Linked DNA regions of Rattus norvegicus: regions 2 and 3 are each linked to region 1. A link is a contact called in public Hi-C data. All regions are on one chromosome and are shown on one strand. The core of a region is the stretch at or near the end of the contact, and the rest is flanking DNA. Distances in the headings are between cores, read along the strand shown. Region 1 holds the start of Bcl6 (BCL6, transcription repressor). Region 2 holds the start of Lppos (LIM domain containing preferred translocation partner in lipoma, opposite strand). Region 3 has its middle 120 kb from the start of Lppos.

Region 1 (5,166 bases), core at 963-3,462:
ATGTCTCTGGAAGTAAAATGTTCATTTCCACAACAGTGATAGGATTAGGCCTATGTATATTCCTCAAAAATCCTTCACAAGACAGGCATTTCTGCCGAAACTGCAATAGTCCATCTGCCAATTCGTATTCAAACATTCAGATTTCTCAGGGACAGACAATGGATTTTGTAAGTTCCAACCCCCACAGAAAACAATCAGCTCCTTCGGACTCCCCCAGTTCTAAAGCCTGTGACATCATCTTTTGATGAAGCGGTGTTCGCCAACAACGGCATAGCTGTTACGGACCATTCCTCCGTACCCCATAAATCAGCAGTCTTCCAGAATTTTGCTTGCATCTCTATTTTTAAGCCCACATTTAGGGTTGTGGTCCACAGGTACTCATTAGAAATTAATATGTGGAGATGTTTTGCGAATACTTAAGAACCCCTCTGTGATTTAACGAGCCACTTGAAGGACTTTCACAGCTAAAGCCCAGAACAGCCTGACCTTTGAAAGCGTCTTTTGCTCCAAACACTTTGGGTTCATTCTAATTCTTAAGGAATCTGAATATTATTTAGCTCACACCCTTCTTGCAAGAGACAGACATAAAAGAAACAAGAGTCTCACTCATCCAAGGATGAGTAGGAGGGCAAAAACCCCAACCAACATTTAAATAGGGAAACTGGCAGCTATGAACAAACAAACCAGGGCCCACAGTGAAAGGATTCTGCCCTGCACTCGCCTTTTAAAATAAAGGAAGAAAGAAGGGAAAGAAAGATCCCCCCCTCCTCCCCTCCTCAGCTCTGCTCCAGAGCCTAGAAGACCTGGCTGCGTGCAGTGCGCCTAGTTGTAGCACAGCCTGTACTCAATACACGCAGTATCTGTGAACCTGGCAACCAAGCCTTTAAATTCCCTCAGGCTGATCCCTTCAACACATACTGAAAAGATTTTTTTTTCTTTCTCCGACGACCTTGAAACGAACCCATGGGGGGGTTTAAAAAAAAAAAGAAAAAAAATGTCCAAGACCTTAAGAAAATAACAAAATATAAACATGTATTTGGCTTCACAGAATGTTGTAGCAGACAAACGTCACGCGTTCCCACACACACATTTCTAGCATCAAGAAATTTCCTCAGAGTCGACAGTAACAGAGTAAACCCACCACTTGCTGTCCTGGAAAGAAACAAACCAAACCAAACCAAATCCCTTTACATCTCTTTCAAGTGCAGTAAAGCTTCCCTTTAGTAAAGTCCAAGACTTAAAGGAAACTGCACCAAGGGCGGCTGGGGGGTGGGGTGGGGGGGATATTGGAGGTTGGGGTTATAGGTGGCCAAAAACATAAGCTTCTGTCAATGGTATTAGGCTGAAATAATGCATCTTTTAAATGCCTGAGAGATTCAGAGACAGAGACAGAGAGAGACAGAGAGAGAGAGGAGACAGAGACAGACAGACAGACACACGCAGAGAGAGAGAGAGAGAGAGAGAGAGAGAGAGAGAGAGATACAAAGACAATAAAACCAACGTATGACAGTTCCTACGATTTACATAACACCACAAACTTGCAAAAGGCAAAAAACCAGACAGAAGCGGAAAAAAGAATAAACCCTAAATCATTAAAATACAACAAGGAGCATCCCCAAGCCACCATCCCAAAAGGAGCCCCCCCCCCCGCAACATACTTTGTCCCAAATAAAAAGAAAACAAATGAACCCACCGAAAACTGCTTGGCAAATATTTTTCTCGTGGTGCCTAATATTCTAGCTGGAAAGAGCTGTGGTATTTATTGTTTTCTCCCTCACTCGCCTCTCTAAACCTGCCTCTAACATACTGGTTCTAACAGCTCAAATCTCTGGCTCCCTTTTGTGTATTTAGCTCGAGGAGCCGAGTTTATGGGTAGGAGAGGAAGAATTAGCCCCAGACCCCGGGAAAGCGAAGCGCACTCCCCCTCTTATGTCACCGAATAGCAAATTAGTTCTCAGAATTCCAGAGGCCGAGCTTTGCTACAGCGAAGACGCCGACGTCACGGAGGAGGAGTCCACGTGACGGCGGCGGAGCGGGCCGTTCCATCGGTGGCCGGGGGCAGGGAGGGTCGCCTTGTAGTCGCGCGCGCCCCCCATGGGACCCCCGGTGTTCCGAGCGGCAGTGCTGCGGGAACCCCAATCCACATCGTAGGGCGCCGAGCGGCGCGGCCCCGAGGCATTCTACGGGCCGGGAGGGCGCCACGGCGCGCGGCGCTGCCACGGAGTCCTCCCCTGCTGTGGAGCAATGGTAAAGCCCGCAGCTCAAATTCCGAGAATTGAGCTCTGTTGATTCTTAGAACTGGGGTTCTTAGAAGTGGTGATGCAAGAAGTTTCTAGGAAAGGCCGGACACCAGGTGATTATTGCTGTTGCTGCCGCCGCCGCTGCCGCTGCCGCCGCCGCCGCTGTTGCCGCTGGTGCCGCTGCCGCCGCCGCTGCTCATGATCATTATTTTACCTTTTAATTCTTTTTTTTCCGCTTTTGCCAAATGCTTTGGCTCCAAGTTTCCTATGTGTATCTATTGATATAAATGTATCTATTTATTGATTCTAGCTGTCAGGTGTTAAAATAAATGCCGAAGACCAGCCCCACGTCTCTCCCACTGTAGGATCTAGCTTTACGCATACGTATTCTTCTTTTTTGCTGTCTTGGAGCGCCTCGGCCGCCTCGGAGAGGCTGTGCCGCCCTGCCCGGTGTTGTTTCGGTGTTTGGAGACGCAGGGGCGCGGGGCGGCGGGCGCTGGGCTGCGCGGCCTGGGAGCGCGGACCGCGGCGGCCCCGCCGGCTTCGCGCGGCTTGGCTTGCTTTCTCTGCTCGCTTGCAAACTGCCTTCCCCGCCGCTGCCTCCCTCCCCGCTCAGTTCTCCCGGTGCCCGCGTTGGCGGCCGTCCACCGGCCCCGGCCCCGCACAGTCCCTGCCTTGCACCCGAGCCGGGAGTCAGCAGGGGGAATGCAAGCCAACTCCTCGGCTGGTTGTTTTATTTTCCCTTTTCTTTTTGGTCATAAAGCCAGATGAAGTATCGTGTCTGTAGTTTCCTTTGAGAGCCGTGATCTTCCCAAGGAGAGACAGTGTTTTGGGGAGGCTTCGCTTGCACGGGGGGCGGGGACGTTGAATACTTTGAAAATTATTCTTTCTTGGTTGGAGTCGAGGCAGTCGGGAACCCGGGTGCGCTCGGTCTGCCCAGCCCGAGGAAGGAGGCTTGAAGGCGGGACAGGGATTTGGGGGGTGGGCGGGAGAGGGGTGCGCGGTTTTTTGCACCTGCGGCGCTTTCAGCGTGCGGGACCCGGAGGGTCTTGGCCAGCCAGCCCAGAGCTCCGGGGAGGTGGCGGGATTTCTGGCGGCCGCGGTGTTTGTATTTTGGGTGCTGCGTGACTGTATTGGCTCTCAGCGGTAGTTCCCTCCCTTTCCTAAATTTAATTTCATTTTTCCCCCTTGGTGCAAGCTGTGTAAAATAAATAAATAAAAAGCAGCTATGGCCCTGGGTATAGCGGACGCCACGCTTCAGACTCCCAAGGTCCTTATTTTTGGGCGAAGGAAGAAAAACAGAGCCCCAGCCTGCGTTCCTGATTTGCAAGATCAGGGAGGAAAGAAGGGGGCACTTTGTGATTCTGGCTGAGGGACTCTGGACGGGAGGAGCGGGTGCGAAAGGGAGATCTTTGTGAGTTATTTTGCAAAAACAGATTGCGAGGTTGGTTGGATTTGCAACCTGTGGCTCTCCTCGAGGGAGTAGGAATGGGGAAAAGCGGCGGCGGCGGCCCGGGGCGGGAGTGGGTTGGGAGTTGGGACCTAGGAAATCGGCTGCCTGGGGGGCAGCGGTAGCTAGAGGCCACCCCTGCCGGAAACGGTGAACGTTAAATGTCTTGAGAACTGAGGGTTGCGTTGCCTGTATAGTACCGTGTTATTGGAACCCTAGCGAGAAATTGAGCTAATGTTGCAAAAATGAGTTTTAAAAGTCCCCCATGAAAACAACAGCACCAAACAATATTTTTTAAGAGTGAAATAAATAACCTCTGTGTTGTGCTCCCTCCCACAGGGATTTAGTTTTTGTGCTAGGGGTAGTGAGAAATGACCTCAAACCGGGCGCTGGAACTCCAAAGCGATTCACAGGGTCCTTGACTGCAGTAGAGACAAGCATCGCACCCCACCCCCTAAGAAGTGATTTTTATCTCTGCCCGTTTTCTTTTTTTCAAACATTGTCTAGTTCTCGGAGGAAAATATTGCAGTGCCAGTGGATATTACTATCCGAGAGAGAGAGAGAGAGAGAGAGAGAGAGAGAGAGAGAGAGAGAGAGGAGAGAATGGAAGAAGGGCAAGAGAGAGGTATCCTCTCGGAAAAGACTGTTTAGAAATACAGTTTGTGGCTCCGAGCTATGCCGCTGGCTTCCCCTGCAGATCGCTGGTTTCCCTTTTTCTTTTCGAGGTGTGTGTGTGTGTGTGTGTGTGTGTGTGTGTGTGTAATAAACAACTTTAAAATAGGGGAAGGGGGCAGCGTGCTCTACCCGGAGACAGGTATCTATTTTGCTTACAATTTACTACCAAGAGCCTTTGGCAGGCACTTGAGCAGGAGGACCTCATAAGCCTGCAGACCAAGTTGAAGTTCATCTGGCCCTAGTCCACATGCTATTCCTGGAGGTAGCAAACATGAGCTCAAAGGAGTTAGGTGAAATCATATTCCTCTTTATATATGGATTTTAATAAAAGAAGGAAAGGTATTTGTCCCCGGGGGAAGAGAAAGTGGAGAGAAAACACCAGGAGATGGGTATCCCTCTTGCTAAAATGACTGCAGTTGAGTCCTGAGGCCAAAATAGAAAGCTGTAGATGGACACCTCCCCGCCCCCCAGTTTATAAATAGAAGTTTCCAGTATCCTATTTGGAAGAATTTCTTTTCTAATACTTCAGGGCGTTGGGTGATTTTAAGGATCTGTTGGTAGTGACAATAAGGCTAGATGCTGTTCAAGACAACCAAGTGACTTGAGCAGAGACAACCAGGAAATGGGTATTCACGAACTACTCTCTTCCTCCCCTCACTTTTGAAGGGTTTACAGGACTGTTTTCTTGAAAAGACTAATTTATTCCGGCCTTAGTGGTCAGGAATGGCATCCTAAATTTCTAAGTTGTCCTTTGCTCAGCCCTGAGGAGTTCCAGTTATGGGTTGAGTAAATGCCATGACT
Region 2 (5,166 bases), core at 1,713-4,212, 430 kb before region 1:
TCGGAATAAAGCAGCCTACTCTGGGCACCTACACAGTAGCGTCTTTGTCTGGTAGGCCTTACTTCCTGAGCTTACGTCTCTCCGTCCTGGAGATCCAATTCAGACAGGACCCGTATATGGCGGCTTACTTCCCAGAGGCTGGCCCTCTGAGTAGCCAAAACACTGACCACACCCACCATGTTCCTCCCTGTCCACACACACACACCTGATGCTCCTCCCACACAGGAAGGACGTCCTCCTCTTGTACCCCCTGCAGTGAACTGACTCAGAGTCTCGAGGAGTGGGCCTAAGGCTCCCTTTCCACACTGAGGCTGCTCCTTTCTCTACCTCCAGCCTCTGGTTCACCAAGTTACTCTTTAGTTTCTTATCAGCCCTTACAAGCTTGGCTTAACCTCTCCTATCAGTGAACGCTATAAGCCATAGTTCTGAAATCAAATCTAACCCAAGTAATCCATACTAGCTCCAGAGCCGGAATACACCCCAAGAATACGCCCACCAAGTTTGGAATTAGCAGTTATGTGCACACCTCTAACTAGCTCTGAAACCCCAGGCAAAGGGTTAAAATGGAGGTGGCCCTGTGACCAGGCTCACCTCGCAGAGAAATATTATTTACATATAGAGATAAGGATTCACAAAGAATATTTGGTAGAAAAGTATCTTTACGAGATGCGAAAGCATTATACATTCCTGGGCCTGACAACCAAATTTTCTTACCAAATTTAAAAAAACAGTGACTATAAGAAGTGTGTCATTATCCACTTTAGAACAAAAACTTGTTCAACCAGGAAACATCTTCAGTGAAAAGGCAATCACGTTCCAGCGGTATAAAAACATTAAGAAAGGTGTGATTGAGAACTTACTTAGTAAGGTCAGTCTCAATAAAATTAAGAACCTGCCATATGGTTTTTAGATTTGACAGTGGTGGTGCATAATAGGTCTTCAGCAACACATGCCAAGCAAATGAAACAACAGCCCATGATCATTTTCTTAAACCAAATTATCACCTCTCCCTGAAACCGGGCAGCAGGAGGCTGCTTCTCCATGCCAACTCTCTAAATCATGTTCCTGCCTGCTCAAACCCCTCAAAAGTCATATGCAAACTAGATGGCCCAGCATTCCTAAAGCCTTTCAGAATGTGTCTCCTCTCCCACTCTGGAAACATCTACCTTTCTCAGAGGAATCACCTCCTCACACAGGAGAATGCCCCTCCACAAAGAGTGGTACTCAATCCCAGCATAACAATCAATTCAGGAACTTGGCTTCCTCTCCCACGGCCTATGCCCAACTCCAGGCCAGAGCTGCTTACAAGGAATTGCAGGAAGGGGTGTGGGGAGAGGAGAAAGGAAGGAGAGGGTTCAGGATAGGAAAGGCAAGACATTGCCCAAGCTCAGGACCCCCTACCCTTCCCATAGCAAATCCTCAGTAGACTGGATTCTGCATTCTGCAGGCTGCCTTCCAAAGATTAAATACAAGATACACAATTTCCTCTTTAACTGCCCCTTGGCACTGGTCAGAATCTCCAGGAGACTCTTGGGAAAGCAAGTATCTTACTAGGTTTCTGCACCAACACTCCCACCTCAATCCGCCAGAGACTATAGGGCTAGTACTCAACTTCTGTGGACCTGGGTTTGTTTCCCTGTTTGTAAAACCAAGAAAGGGTCCATTGGAGAGAAGTTAACTCATTTTATAGTAGCCCTATGCATGTTCGCCCTTCCCCTAAAGCTTTTCTGAAAATTGGCTTGTGCAGGGGATAGTGAACCATTAAGTCACTAACATCTTTGAAAGTTTCACTGCAGAGGCAAATTTGCAAAGGGAGTGTATAGAACGGGAGAGTCACAGACAGGATCCACTGAGAGGTCTTGCCAGGACTTCCTTGTGGGGGAGGGGAAGCAGTGAACACCCCCTTCCTAAAGAAAAAGAGGGCTAGAGACATTTTACACTGTCCTGTCCAAGTACCCAAGCCACAACTCCACTGATATGGTCTCAGGTCATAGTCACACCCCAAGCCAGGAACAAAGTTCCAAGCCGGTCCACTCCCCACCCTTATTTAGCCTTCTCTAGTCTGCAGTTGCCTCCCTGACAAAAAAGGCCTTGCCTTTCTTAAGAAAACTCCCCACCCTTCAAAAAAGTCGATCACAGGCCCATGGAGATCAACATAAGAAAGTCTTTCCGCGAACTTCCAAAATAAATAAATAAAAAAACACAGGTCTCTGCTTTCTCTCCAGGATTTGGCCCTTCCTCCTTTGAGTCAGGTTAGGTCCCTGCATTCCAGTGAGCACTCCCAGAGGGCAAAGTCTGGCCTCTGTAACCTACAGTGCTTAAAAACAGTGGGGACTCCACAACCCCTTACAAAAAGATAATTAATTAATAAATTAAAATTTTAGGGGAAAAAAAAAGGCAATAGGGGAGTAAGGGTCCGGAGCCACCGATCTTAACCTGGCTCCACCTTCCAGGGATGACTTCCAGGAAAGCCCGCCTTTCGTTGCCTCGCCTGCCCTGACTGTAAAATGGGAAGACTCCGAGTCACTGGGTCCCTAGGCCCTTCCTGCGGTGACAACTGGGATTCCACGAAAGCTCGAAGCAGACGGGCGCGGCCCCGCCCCCTGGGCGCCCAGAAAGGCCCGGGTCGGGGTGCGCCGGGGACTCCCGCAGCCGCCCCTCCCCCACGGCTTGCACCCCGCTTCCCGGCCGGGGACCCGCACTTCCGCGGCGGGCCGTGCGGAGCAGGGCTACCCGCGCTCCCCGCCACCCTCTGCGGCCGGTCCCCGGGGGTCGGGGGTTCGAGAGGCGCCCGCGGGCCGAGACTACGGGAGGAAGCCTTTGCTACAATACCTGGGGGAGGAGGTGGACCGGGCAGCGGCGGCCGCGACGGCTGGAGGCGGAGGCTCGGGCGGAGGAGGAGGTGCCGGGCACTCCCCCTCCCATTGTCCCGGCCCGGCCCGCGGCCCGCAGCGGCCCGAGTCGCCCAGCCCGCGTCCTCTCCGTGCCCGGCCCCGCTGCTGGCCCTTACCTTGCAGCGGCCGGCTCTCCCCGCCGCTAACGCTACTTATCCCGGGAAAGCTCGAGCGGGCCCTGGGAGCGAACCCACAGACAAAAAGTGAAACTTCGGCAGCAGGCCGGGAGTGGCTGCTGGTTGGTGCTCTCCCCTCCTTCCTCCCCACCCCCTTCCCGCGGTCTCCCGTGCGGTGCCCTGAGCGCTGGAGGCTGACGTCAGGGGCCTGAATTCCTGACTTTGCCTGCACGCATTTGTCCATGTAAGGTATGGGGAGGCGTGTGCCCGCCGGCCGCCGCACTAGCCGGACGGGGAGGGGGCGCGGGGGGCAGCCGCGGCTCGAGGTGGGTGACCCTGGGCAGTGCACTTCCTGGAGGAGGGGACGCGGGGAGGGGAGCATGGGAAGAGGAAAGAGGGATCAGCCTCCACTGGAGGAAGAGGAAGGCGATGCAAGAGGAAGTCGAGAACCGGCACAACTCGGGTCCGTTCTGCAGACGACAGATTGGAAAGCTGAGCTTGAGCGAAGAGATCCTGCCATGGAACACCCCACCCCACCCCCCACCCCAAGAGCCTTGTGTGAGCCCCGCCCAGGACTCCAGCGGGACACAGAACTGCGGGATGGTGGAGAGCAACTTCAGTTCACTTCACACGGGAGAGCTCCGAAGATGCGAAGCTGGGACCTGACCCAGTCCTGCACCGTGCATATTTAGGATCCAAGCCAGTATTCTACTCCTAGCTGGGTTTCCGCCTCCAGGCAAGACCCAGGCTCCGGAGCTGTGAGCTCAGACCCAAGTTAGACCTAGGCAGATGACTTGACCACCCACTGAAGTGACTAACCCCAGTTCCTGGAAGGTTGTGGTTGACAAGCCTTGAGAAACAATGGCATTCGAGCGCTTCAGGGCAACTTCCTGTCCTTTGTTCAAAGATATGAACCTTTGGAGTTTAAGATTTGCTTCCCAACCCTGCCCTGCCAGAAAACCAGAAAGCTTGCTCTGTTCTTACAGCTTAAAAAAGAAAATACACCAACTGGGTGAACTGGTTTGAATAAAGACAGGCCTGTTCTTGGAAGGTTGGGTTCGGATATTTTGTCTTTGATATTTGTAAAAGTGAGCTATGATGAGAGCCCCATTTACTATGTTAAGATTCAGGCTGGGAGACATTGGAAGCCCTTGGGCCCTCAGTAGTGAAGGCTTTTAATCCCCGGCACAAGGGAGGTTTACATAGACCCTGTCACAAACTAAACAAAAACTAGACATTTGGTGTGTGTGTGGGTGTGGGTGTGTGTTTCTATCCTGTACCTACACAAAAGAAACGCCTCACAGCAGCCTCCCTAACAGCAACCTCAGTCTATGCTAATAACACGACCACCCATCCCGGTCTTTGGGTGGGTAGAATCTAAGGAAAATATGGTAACATGACCTGCCCAACACAACTGTCTGAGCAAGCTCCTGAACTCCCCACTCTCAAGACCTTCCACCACTACTTGGGCACTCACCTTCTGCAGCCTAACGCAGTCATGCAGACCGAAAGTACACCGTGAACTACAGGTGCAGGGAAGCTCTGTTAGATTTTGATGACCCTTACTGTCAAAGTCCATACTCTTGGACTTAACACTTCTCCTGCAGTCTTCAGATTCAAACACCTCCGGGGCCAAACTGCTTAACCTCTTTGTCCTCCCAGCTTACACACATTCCAAAGTAGGAATACGGCAGCAGAGAAGATCAAAACTGTGTATTCCACAAACTAATGAAATACGTTTCTCTTTATGATGAGCCTGATTTAAGATGGGAAACAGGTTCCTAGGGTTTCTCAAAGATCACAATTCATTGGCTCTGCCCTAAGCATTTCAGCCGATCCATGCCCCCTGGGCTACTACTAGTTAGTATAGGGGAAAACATCCATTGCTCACTTAGATATAATGGAGCTTGACCAGCATTGCTCACTTGCTTCACTCCCTTCTCGGTAACTCACTTATAAAGAATAATAGAGTTCTAATGAGGATTAATAAAATTTAATAAGGTATAATTAGAGTCATTCATTTCCTCAGTCATACACATTGAAAGAGTGCTGTGTTGATCCAGAAATGCTACTAATTATGTTGAAACTGTTCTCCGTGTTGGGGAAGATCACTTCTTCTAAAATACTGATGAATTGCTCCGGTAGGCATGGTGTTC
Region 3 (5,166 bases), core at 1,125-3,624, 310 kb before region 1:
CAGAGCCAGCCCAGCTGCCAACGTCCTTGCCTTTTACCTGGGAAGGAAGAAGAAGAGACCATAGTGAGCGAATGCTTCTCTTCTCTTCTCTTCTCTTCTCTTCTCTTCTCTTCTCTTCTCTTCTCTTCTCTTCTCTTCTCTTCTCTTCTCTTCTCTTCTCTTCTCTTCTCTTCTCTTCTCTCTCTCCTCTCCTCTCCTCTCCTCTCCCCTCCCCTCCCCTCCCCTCCCCTCCCCTCCCCTCCCCTCCCCCCCTCTTCTCTTCTCTTCTCCTCTTGAAGTAATTCCTCAGCAGGAGCCAGCCCCACCCCCACCCCTCTCGATTTCCTGGAAAGTTATCAGTGATGGCATAGGTGTCAGTGGCTATGACAGAGATGGGGGTAAACATTACAGGAACCTAGAGAAGAAAGCATTTCGTGTTTTTTTCTGTAGTCAAGAGAACAAGCCCAGAGGGAGACACGCCGTCTATTAATGTAATTAGGTCTTGTTGGCACTGCCAGAGCCAGGACCCGCACCGACTTAACTCACTACCTTTGGAGGTGAATGTTGGAGGCATCCCCATTAACCTTGTCCAGCTGAGAAAACAAGTTCCTTTCAGATGATTGATTTCCTTTAGGCTCCCTACCTAAGCATCAGAAATGAGACTAAAGCTTCGTCTCCCTTTCCTTGCTAAACATTCCCCGTATTCCTTATTTCCTGCAGATCTAGCCAGCTCCAAGGCACTTCCAGTGCACCGTCCCCATAATAACTATAATAAGGTCTTCTTGACATTCAAGCAACTAAGTCCTGATGTTAGAACCCAAGGTAGATCTGCCTTCCCTTCTGAATTTGGCTCTGTGGATAATGGTGTTAGAATATAGTTCATGATCAGCTAGAGACTGTTCTACAAATGCCTTCTCTGTGTAGTAAGCATGTGGATGAAGGATAGGGTATTTTATCAGGAAAGAAGACCTTTGGCCTTAAAATAGTTTCTGGGATGTGAAGAGTAAGGATGGGCTGTGAACAGTATCTAACTGACCTGTGACTTACGGAATCTTATTTTAGAAAGACTTGTACTGTCAGACTGAAGTTCCTTATTTGGAACTCGCAACGTCCTAGAGCTGTAAGAATCCATCTTGAGAAGATATATAGGTTCATCCAACATCATAGATGCAGGATGGATGCAGAGTCAGGAACCCCAGAGAAGGTCTCAAACTGTAGTTGACCTATGAGGAAGGTACTTTTTCAAAGAGGAGAGGGTTCAGTTTTCTCAAATCCCAAATGTTGCAATAGCAATAATTAGTGTGGGGAAACTTTTAAAGCCACTAGATCTTCTTGTCTTTCTGTGAATGCTATGGTAACCTAGCATGTGTATGCAGAAGCAGGGCAGGAGACTTAGAAACCCCTTATCTATACACTGTGGTATCCCATGGCAACCATGGGCTTCAGGGTGTAAATGCAGGGCTAGTTGACTTTTAGCCTTCAACGCCAGGCCTCTGAGGCTGAATAAAGGTTTTTAGAGCTACAGGTTTCCTTTCCCTGGAGCTTATAGTCGGTCTGGATTTCAGAACACAGAACTGGACTGATGGGGCAAAGGTTGTGAGAACAGAACTAAGCGTAGAATCTGAGGTGAGAGCGTCCCAGTTCACCATGTTATATGAAAGTATCCTTCACGATGCCACCCGCCCGTGCACAAAACTTATTATTTTACAAACTATTGGCTCAACCACTGTGTCTTTTGGTATGTCTGGCGAACAGATATGGGTCTTTCATGAAGTACTATAAAAAAAAAAAAAAAAACCCCGGCAGGAGTATATGCAAATACTGGGAAGACAAAGCGAAATGACCCACCTTCCTCTCCCATAAGGAAGGGAGAGAAACCTCCATACAATAGGGGCCCTGTGACAATGATTCCCTAGGTGGATAAACAGGAGCCATCGGGGTAAAGAAAATAACACACCTGAAGCACAAACCCAAGAGAGCCCTTGTGTTTGAGAAATAACAGGGTGTGGAGGAATCTGGTCTTGTGGGTAGTAAATGTAGTATTAACTGAGATGTCCAGGCTGTAAGCTAACTGGCTAGGTTTCGAATACAGTGCAAAAAAATTGGACCCTAGGCCATTCGACACTTATTTTCCTTGAGAGGAAGCAGGCTCTAGAAGTCAGGACCTTTGCTAACGCCACACTTGTATGCAAGGTAACTCCAGGGCAGGCGGGAGCTCGGCCTCAACGCTGCCTTTTTGCTACCCTGTGCTGCCTCCAGCAGGCCTGAGCCACAGTCGGCCTTGCGTGGGAGAGGCCTCTGGGCTGTTTTTCCTGAGCCAGTGGGGCTGGCTCTGGCAGAGAGTGGAAGTGGGTGGGGTGGGGGCCGTGGAGCAGAGGAGGGGCCTGACAACAAGGGCTACATTCAAGGCCTGCACTGGAGCCGATGGAGGAGAATGGAAAGCTACAGTCTCTTGGAGCCATCCAGCCTTGGCAAGGCAGCAGGGGCCTTATAAGGAAATGTTGTTCCTTCTCAGCCAGTGGGACTGGGATAGAGCCCTAGGCCTGCAGGACAGAGCTGCCCTTGTGGTGGTAGGCTGGGGGAAGCTCTCAATGGGCCACTTCTGCAGGCTCAGCATTCCCTTTCAGCCTGGGGAACTGCAGCCCCCACTCCCTATACCCACCCACTCCTTAGTGCCCAGCGCTGACTGGAGGAAAGAGGAAAAGACAAAACAAAACAAAGACTTGGCAAGGTCCCCGGCCTCCTTGGTTTTTGACGCCGATTTACCCAGAAAACAGATCGAAATCAAACTCTGTCTTTTCCCTGATGGATACACAAGCAAAGAGATCTCTTGTTGACCTGCCGGCCTCTCCAGCACCTTGTCTCTCTGTGAACACAAGAATTAGCACCTGCCTTAGTCTGGTGCCCGAAGGGCAGGAGGCTGAGACACAGCAGGATGGAGCCTTATGCCCTGGTGAATTTACCTTTTCCAACTCTCACAAGAAAGCAGGAGGCTTTGGAACCCAGAGGAGAAGCAGCCGACTCACCTGTGCCAGGCAGGCAGGGAGGGCAGAAGTGCATAGAGGCAAAAGATAGACTATTCAGACACAAAGCTGACTCTGATTGGGTAGTGGCGGTAAGCATTGCCCAGCCCCTGGAAAGAGGCCTTTCTGCAGCCAGGCAAGGGGAGCCCAAGAAGACCCCACTCAAGTTAATATTGAACTTGCCAGTGGTATTGAAGCAGATGTGTAATGTGGCCTTTTGCTTTTACTGTTCAGACAGGCAGAGACCCATGAAATCCTGGAGCTAAGAGACTTTGAAACAACTTGCTTTCCCCCTAATGCTCCAATTCCCTTCCCAGCCTCTTTGGGGCACCACAGCCAACATGTGCATCTGTGACCATGCACTCAGTCTTTAAAGTCATTTGTCCAGAATCCACAGGTCACCCCTCTCCCCTCGCCCAGAGTGCCAGTCACTGTGGATCACTTACAGGATACAAAGAGGAATAAATCTCAGTGTGGGGCCATGAAAGGCAGCCTGGATCCTGGTTAAGCTAAGACTAGAAACCCCAGAGATCCTGAAGAGATGGTAAGCAGTTTGCCTGACTTCAGGAAACCAGGCCAGTCACTAGCCCAAAGCCCTCCATAGATTTGTGGCCATCAGTCATGTAAGGGCAATGCTCAAAGCCCCTCCACAAGCCACATAAACTCAAGACAGATCTCCCTTATAATGAGGTACCTAAAGGCCTGGAGGCTTAGCCAATGAACTTTTCCTTCCCAGACACTCCTGCCTGCAAAAGGTGTTTAATCTCAGGCCCACCTTGAGAAGTGGGGTACAGTTTTACTCATCCACTTTCCGCCATGACAATAACTGTCTTAAAGCCATGGACTGTCTCTTTTCATTGGGATCCTCTGTGGCCAGTGTAGAGAAGTCCTTCACTACAGAGCTGCTATCTAATCTCCTGTAGAAGGTCTCTGTGCTCCAAGCCACTGCCATCACCAAGACTGCAGCCCACCACTGTCAAGCTAAAAACTCTCCCTGTGGGACCAGCTGGAGCTCCCCCCCCCCAGCTTTGGGCTGGATCTAGCCCTCGGGGCCACCACTCTGTTCTCAAATCTTCTGAGGCATCCCAGCGGCACCTGGGTGCCCAAGAGCCTGAGAACAAGACAGCCCCGGTGTCTCACTGCTTCCCTACAGGCAGACACTCACTTGGGCCTGGTGACAGCTCAGGGTAAGCACTGTCAAACTTCCCTAGTCCTGCCTCCCTGAGGGGCTGTGCCCTGTGGTGGAGCAGACCCGGGACCCCAATTAACCCTACATCTCAGGGTCAGGAGAAAGTTGTGGCATAAAGTTTATTGTTCAGAGCAAAGCTTTGAGAAGCACACAGGAGACACAAGCCCTAGCGAAAACACAGGGTTTGGGAGCAGGGAGAGCCCACTTGACTACACTGAAGTCTTCATCAGGGTTTCTGTTGTAATAAAACACCATTGACTAAGATCAATTTTGGGAGGAAGGATTTACTTTATCGAACACTTCCAGGTCATCCATCGTTTATCATTGACAGAAGTCAGGGGAGGAACTGGAGGCAGGAAGCGTGAGGTAGGAGCTGATGCAGAGGCCTTGGAAGGATGCTGGCTTCCTTCTCATAGTTTGTGAAACCTACATTCTTATATAGACTTGGGACCACCGGCCCAGGAGTTACCACCATGGCGATCTAGGCCCTTCCCACATCTATCATCAACCAGGAAAATGTACCACAGGCTTGCCCACTGGCTAATCTGATAGAAGCACTTGCACAAGGCTCCTTCCTTCTTCCCAAATGACTCTGGCTTGTGTCACGTTGACATAAAACTTGTTGCCACACTAGGAGTTCAGAAGAATCTGTGAGTACAGGTACTGGAGAAAAGATTATGTTTGGGGTGAAAAAAAAAACAAAGCTAAGATTTTTACAGTTTCATTTTGAGATAGTGGAAAGAAAGAATTTAGTTTCTAGAGGAAGATACTAACTCGAGCAAGACTCAGTTGAAGTGAATTTTGGGGCTCTGACCATGTCTGTTGGGAGATAGGCGTAGCTAGATATAAGAGAGGGGGGAAGACTTACAGTTGGGGAATGGACAAGCAGGATATTTTAGGGCCCTAAGTAGCAGTGCAGACACTCAGGAGATAGCCAGGGGCCACAGGAAGCTTTGGAGCACTCAGAAGGTGACT

The links. A called contact is a pair of places that touch in the nucleus more often than the background predicts.
Region 2: a Hi-C map of hepatocytes shows a contact between it and region 1, with 4 times the contacts expected there. The contact joins the promoter of Lppos here to the promoter of Bcl6 in region 1. A contact is called at or near these places in 9 of 12 Hi-C or Micro-C datasets (the A7r5 cell line, the Rat2 cell line, Schwann cells and 5 more) and 1 of 1 datasets of contacts at active chromatin or transcription factors (oligodendrocytes).
Region 3: a contact with region 1 is called in a Hi-C map of Schwann cells, with 5 times the contacts expected there. The contact joins the enhancer-like site here to the promoter of Bcl6 in region 1. A contact is called at or near these places in 3 of 12 Hi-C or Micro-C datasets (Schwann cells, frontal cortex and mammary epithelial cells) and 1 of 1 datasets of contacts at active chromatin or transcription factors (oligodendrocytes).

Annotation. Positions count from the first base shown.
Region 1 is chr11:90,356,541-90,361,706 of GRCr8, forward strand. Bcl6 (BCL6, transcription repressor) reads left to right here and starts at 2,213. Exons shown (of 10, transcript NM_001107084.1): 1 at 2,213-2,353. It overlaps LOC120095689 (a long non-coding RNA gene), which reads right to left and starts at 2,112. Exons shown (of 3, transcript XR_005491443.1): 1 at 1,694-2,112.
Region 2 is chr11:89,927,137-89,932,302 of GRCr8, forward strand. It overlaps Lppos (LIM domain containing preferred translocation partner in lipoma, opposite strand), which reads left to right and starts at 2,963. Exons shown (of 2, transcript NR_132630.2): 1 at 2,963-3,259; 2 at 3,487-4,060. It also overlaps a transcript of Lpp not described here.
Region 3 is chr11:90,049,672-90,054,837 of GRCr8, forward strand. No RefSeq gene overlaps it. Among named protein-coding and RNA genes, the nearest start is that of Lppos, 120 kb to the left of the region's middle. Within about 2 kb of position 2,375, at least 66 of the 93 cell types and tissues checked have an H3K27ac peak or open chromatin away from gene starts, as enhancers often do. A contact at or near this core is called in Schwann cells, where this site is marked.